2 separate regions of the Danio rerio genome follow, and region 2 is linked to region 1. The links are chromatin contacts, called in public Micro-C maps. All regions are on one chromosome and are shown on one strand. The core of a region is the stretch at or near the end of the contact, and the rest is flanking DNA. Distances in the headings are between cores, read along the strand shown.

Region 1 (3,277 bases), core at 453-2,952:
AGAAGACTGGTATCAGGTATATTGCTTTAAGGCATGATAAAGGATCTTCACAATTTTTTATGTGTTCCCAAAACAGCCGTAAATAAAGATCATCAGAAACTGTTTAGGGATGCACTGATATAGAGATGTCAAGTGACCAACAAAGATAACTTCTTTATATTTGAAGCAGATATCTAGTATATAGGCCAGTGAATACTAACCTTGATATTCATTTTTAAGCTTGATTACTAAAACAAAATGCAAAAAAATACAATGGACAATTGATTTTATTTTAGAATCTTAAGTGTAGTCAAGAAACCAAAAACAAGAAAATTGAGGATACATCTAGATCTGTCTTTTCCTAAATAATTTACAAATTTCAACTCTAATGTGCTCATTCTTTGAGTGAAAAGGTCCCACAGTGCCAACAGTGTTAGTGTATCCTGTGTGCAAAATGTGGAAGGCACCAATAAAATCCCCCATGGCCAGTAGCACATCAACTTTATTAGCAGATCATTTATTTTCTTATCAGTAAGCCTGTCAGGATATTTATTTTTTGTTATACAATATATTGCACCAAAATATTTGTTATAAGTAATATTATTGATATTTTAAGACTCACTCATTACATAATGCCAGACAATATAATATTATCACAATGCAAGTAGACTCTTCCAAAAAACACATCATATTGTATTCTTAAGAATATTTAATTTAATTACAGTCATTTCAACAACTTAATAATTAGGCATGGGAATCAGAATGAGAAAACGCATATAAATAAATAATATTAATAATAAATGTGCAAGTTAAAAGGTAACAGAGGCTGTGATATCTGCTACCAGACTTACTTTTAGTTGTCAGATACCCACATGAAAATTTACTACAGTAATTTATAGTAAATACTATAGTGTTTTTAACCATACTGACACCTCCAAAGAAGATTAAGATGTTCCACAATCAGCTAAAATGTTGTCAGAATTGTTTTTTTATGTATGGGCGATATACATTGCATCACCAAAAATGATTGAGGTCATGTCCATGTGTTGTGCGATAAGTCGATATATTTATTACTTATGAAGTAAACTCTAACATTTAAAGAAATAAATGCTTATTATGTTTCTATTCTACAACACTAATATTATTAGCAAATAATAGACATGTAATTCAATACATCTAATAAAAGGCCCACATAACCCTTTTAAAAAACATTTTACTGAAACCCATCCCTTGCAAGTTTATTGGGCCTAGTAAATTCAGAGAAATTTACAAGACGTTTCTTTTTTTCCATAGCAATTACTAAACCTAAATTATAGTACATTAATGTGGGATCTCCTTAAAACAGTGTAAGATACTTCCAACATCATTCTGTTATCATAAATGACCATATCACTTCATCATTCACTAACGTTAGAATAAAACTACACAAACATGATGAAATATTGTTAAACGCAGATAACCTCACGCATAAAACGCTAGAATTAAAATCTAAAAGGCATAAATAATAAAATAACGTAATTTTGTAAGTTTAAATAAGATCATTAAGTTACCTTGATCCATATTTTTTGTGAATCCAAAGAAAAGTTAGCAGCTGCAGAAACTCATATCCACCAGACTGTGACAATATCGGCGGTTTTCAGATATTTGTTGAGGATTATCAGATATATATTAGTTTTGTATGGTTGCTCTCAACACGTTTGCGCTAAACTGCAGAGCATGTGTTTACTTCCGCGTCAACGTGTGTGGGCAGAGAAAGAAAGTTCGAGTTCTGCTTCCCGCGTTTCTCTGTCGCCCTCACACGGACAAAGAGGTATTTGATTCATTTGATCTTCCTCGATGATTTGAATCTTTTGAATCGGTTCGAAAAAAAAAATCTTCAAATTAATTTATTGACGCCAGTTGACATTTATTTCTCACTCAAACTATTCATTTACAAGATAAGCGAGTCATTCATTAAACTTATAAGATTAAGTGAACACGTTATAATAATTCGTTTAGTAAAAGATTTGTTCAGAATCATATTCGAAAGAACCGGTTGGTCGAATGACAGTTTTAATGAAACGAAAGAGAAAGTAGACTACGCGGACTAGGTTTGCATGGCGGTTTTAGGAAACAGGAATGATTGTCCTGAGGACGAGAATACACAACATGTTTTGGACTATTGGTGGATTTATTCTAGCTCTTGTATGCTTAGGTATTTATAAATGAGCTGTGTAAAGATATTCCTTTGTAGTCAGCGACATATGTGTTGTTATTTGCTCATGTAATGCTGCGTTATGCCAAAAGCTGTGTTACAAACATTCAGTGATCGAATTAAACATAATTATTATAACATGTTTAGTAAAACTGTGAAGGAATTTACTATTTGGAGACTTTAAAATCCATTTCAATGTCAAAGTTATTTAAATTGGGAACTTTTCTATGTTCTGTGCATTTGTTTGTTTGATGGTTTACAATTTCTTTGTGCTGTTGTTGATGGTCTTGTTAATATTCTCTGTAACATTAGCCTATTTACCGATATGTTTCAACCAGGTGTAAATGGATCCCAATCTCTTCGTGATGTTCAATGGCTTCCTTGTCAGTTTGTGGACGAGAAGGTTCAAATAAATGAAGAAGGACACACTGAAACCAAGTATATCCACAGAGAGTCTGTTCTTCAGTTCGGTAAAGATGGGGACAGTGCTTTACACCCCGCCATTACCTTCCTTGTCACAGGTGAGCAAAGGTCATATGAATTCATTCATTCATTTTCCTTTGGCTTAGTCCCTTATTTATAAGGGGTCGCCAGAGCGGAATCAACCGGCAACTGTTCCAGCATGTTTTTTTTACGCAGCGCATGCCCTTCTAGCTGCAACCCAGTACTGGGAATCACCCATACACACTCTCTCTCTCTCTCACACACACACACACACTCATACACCACAGCCAATTTTAGTTTATCCAATACACCTGTACCGCATGTCCTTGGACTGTGGGGGAAACCGGCGCACCCAGAGGAAACCCACGTGAATATGGGGAGAACATGCAAACGCAGAAATGCTAACTGACCCAGCTAGGACTTGAATCAGTGACCTTCTTGCTGTGAGGCGACAATGCTAACCACTGAGCCACTGTGCCACCCCACATATGATGTCATAGATTGATTATATCCTTTCCTTTTAAAGTACTCATTTGCTGTTCATTTGCTGTTTTTTACACAGGCTCTAAAGTGGATATGAGGCGTTATTTGGAGGGAAGTGAGGACACACTACAATGTGAGATCCGTAGATACAGCACTGGAGGAATAGTAATGCGCTGG
Region 2 (2,990 bases), core at 200-2,699, 150 kb after region 1:
CTTCATGAAAATTAGACATTTTAAAATTAGATTTGTCTTAATTAATTACCCATTATTTTGAATTCACTTAAGTGAAAATACTATAGTGCGTTAACATCATCATAATAGCTTATAGCAGTAGTCTCAAACTCAATTCTGGAGGGCCACAGCTCTGCATAGTTTAGCTTTATCCACCTCCAACTCACACCTGCTTCATAGTCACTGGTAGTCTTGAACACCTTGATTGGTTGAATCAGCTGTGTTTGATTAGGGTTGGAGCAAAACTATGCAGAGTGGTGGCCATCCAGGATTCCAGTTTGAGAACTATGGCTTATATGATCAGTGTTTTTCTAAGCTCCATCTTCAAATTACGGTTTATTAGCCTACATGAATGGTTTAGTAGCCTTTGTAAAGGTGACCAATATGTTTCAATTTATCATGTCATTTCATGGTCAACAGGTAGCCTCAAAATCTCCTGCTGTGTTTCAAAGCCATATCTTTTAGTCAAGTTGTGCCATTACGGAATATATATCGATAAAAGTGCACTGAAGAGCTGTGAACAATGACTTGGTCAGTATTTCTGTACTCCCACAATGATTAATGAACCAAGGGAAATGCAAGGAATGACAAACCGGAACAGCAATATGTGTATGATTATTTGTAAACAAATAAAAATGTATTTGACTGTTGTTGGTATCAAAACCAATAAACCTTTAACAAATATACACTTCATTTATGCGTTACGCGACGAATAATGTTGGTCGTCAATATGTTTGATTAGACCATTTGAGAGCTGAATTGTAACTGGGTGAGACTGGTAGAAAGACTACAAACTATTAGTAATCGATGTCGACATCTAGTGGTTGCTAATTTTGTGGACTCGCTTGTAAAGGACAGTGTTTACGCACTTCCGTTTTTTTTTTTTTTTGTAATAATTTACAGCACTTTCGACCTTTAAATAAATTAGCGAATATGGTTGATGAAAATCATATTTAACTTATGTTTTAAAGGGATGTCTAATTTGTTAAATTTAGTAGACTAACTGTTAGACCACTTACACTATGTTTGTTTGCTCAGGTAATTTCGGGGTCAGCCCGCTTGGACTGGTTAACAACCTGTTTGGACCAGCCACTTGAACCTCTCACTAGAATTTAACAAAACTGTTATGTTTAGCGGAATTTGGGTTAATACAAAGATTAATGCGATGCAAATTGATCAGTATAACTAATGTAAATTCAGAAGTTATAATTGTGTTCATATGAACAATTCCGAAATACGATTACATAAATTAAAAATAAAAAAAACGGTTGGTGTTAAAAAAAGATTGAAACTCCATAATGATACAAGATAAGGCCTTACTTTCAATATTGACCGCACCAATATGACCACCAACAGACACCATCCGCGTCGGCGGCTATTGCATCACTTCCGGGAAATAAGGTCAAAAATTGTTTCCCTTGTCCGCCATTTGAAATATTTGAACTTCCTTGTGACAACTTCCAATGTACGTTTTGGTTTACACTGGACAATTATCAGAAGTTCTGGGTGAATAGCCGCGGTTTTTGCGTCCCATGCACGTTGGAATACCGACGTCAATTGTTTTGTTAATCGATTGGGCCAAAAAGCGTTGAAAAGTGTGCGAATGCTGCGCGTATTCGAAACGTGTTCAACAACGGAACGCGGTAAAGTTTTTGCATGAGTTGAACGCTGCTTGCGGATAAGGAGAGGCGAAGGGAAGGCCTGTGAAGCCTGGGCTTTTTTCTAGCGCTAGTCATGGCCGGAAATTTTGATTCGGAGGACCGAGGGAGCTGGTATTGGGGGAGATTAAGCCGGCAAGAGGCGGTTTCGCTGCTCCAAGGGCAGAGGCATGGAGTGTTCCTGGTGCGGGACTCGATCACTATTCCCGGGGACTACGTGCTGTCTGTGTCGGAGAACTCCAAAGTCTCTCATTACATAATAAACAGCATCAGCAGCAATCGCCAGTCAGGACCAGGTAAGCGTTTGAACAAATGTATTTAAATACTATTAACGACAGGACGGATAAATACTGCTTTAGCAAAGCGCTTAGCAGCTCGATGAAACTTCTATACTACGAATAGTTGTGCATATTCAGTCTAAAATCTCGCGTCATTCTGGGGTGCTGTGTAACCAGGGGTTCGGTCTTGTACACTACGGGCCCCAAATATCATTCTCGGGTGTAAAATGATTTGTATGCTTTCGTGTATGATGCCAGATTTGTTATGTGAAAATTGTATACAAATTCGTTTTATAATATAATATAGGAAACGTTTAGTTGCAATATGTGTCATTATTTAACATAGTTGTTCAATTGTTCACACGTTAGCAGATTCTTTGAAGTATCTTTATTTTATCTACTTACATTTTGCTTCGTTTGAATCGTGTCTTATAATTTTGTGTTCTTGGTTTGTTTATTTGTTTGTTTATATTAATTTGTGCATATTTATCTTGACTAAATGCTCGTTTATTTCAGTTTCACCCTTATTTTAAAACCGCTGCTTCATTACATTCTTACTCCGACATACATGTCTCACCTTATCAACTTTTTATATAACAAATACAATCTTATTAGTTATGTGTCTGTCATTCATTTGAATTACACGCATTATTATAGGTCATGTCAATCACTTATAACATAAACTCACTTTTTTTGTTTGCAGAAATGATCAGCAATATTTAATTTCCAATCTTTTTTGCTGCTTTTCCCATAGGTTGAACCCATAAAATGTTACATTGTTATACTATGTAGTTTTTGCAACACTTATCAGATTTTCATGGATTAGAGAGAGTTCAGTTTAAATGTACACCCCGATAAAAGTTCTAAACCTATATTAGTTTCTCTTTTCTGTTGAACACAAAAGAAGATATTTTGAAGAATGTTGTAATTAAGTAGCCATTTACACCTCCATATTAGAAATAAAATGCCTACCAAATTCCTATGTTCAGTAACTTTTTTTCGTGTTAACATTATGATGAGTAATTGTGAAAAAATT

The links. A called contact is a pair of places that touch in the nucleus more often than the background predicts.
Region 2: a contact with region 1 is called in a Micro-C map of caudal fin, with 8 times the contacts expected there. The contact joins the promoter of crk here to the promoter of gemin4 in region 1. A contact is called at or near these places in 5 of 18 Hi-C or Micro-C datasets (caudal fin, embryo, fibroblasts and 2 more) and 2 of 4 datasets of contacts at active chromatin or transcription factors (caudal fin and embryo).

What each region holds. Positions count from the first base shown.
Region 1 is chr15:27,061,967-27,065,243 of GRCz12tu, forward strand. It overlaps gemin4 (gem (nuclear organelle) associated protein 4), which reads right to left and starts at 1,703. Exons shown (of 2, transcript NM_001018144.2): 1 at 1,530-1,703. The coding sequence starts at 1,539. All of the region lies in intron 4 of si:ch211-108p6.4, which reads left to right. It overlaps dhrs13b.2 (dehydrogenase/reductase (SDR family) member 13b.2), which reads left to right and starts at 2,046. Exons shown (of 8, transcript NM_001083830.1): 1 at 2,046-2,173; 2 at 2,512-2,694; 3 at 3,180-3,277. The coding sequence starts at 2,098.
Region 2 is chr15:27,216,792-27,219,781 of GRCz12tu, forward strand. crk (v-crk avian sarcoma virus CT10 oncogene homolog) reads left to right here and starts at 1,450. Exons shown (of 3, transcript NM_001003628.2): 1 at 1,450-1,972. The coding sequence starts at 1,753. lrrc75a (leucine rich repeat containing 75A) reads left to right here. Exons shown (of 4, transcript XM_021474345.3): 4 at 1-711.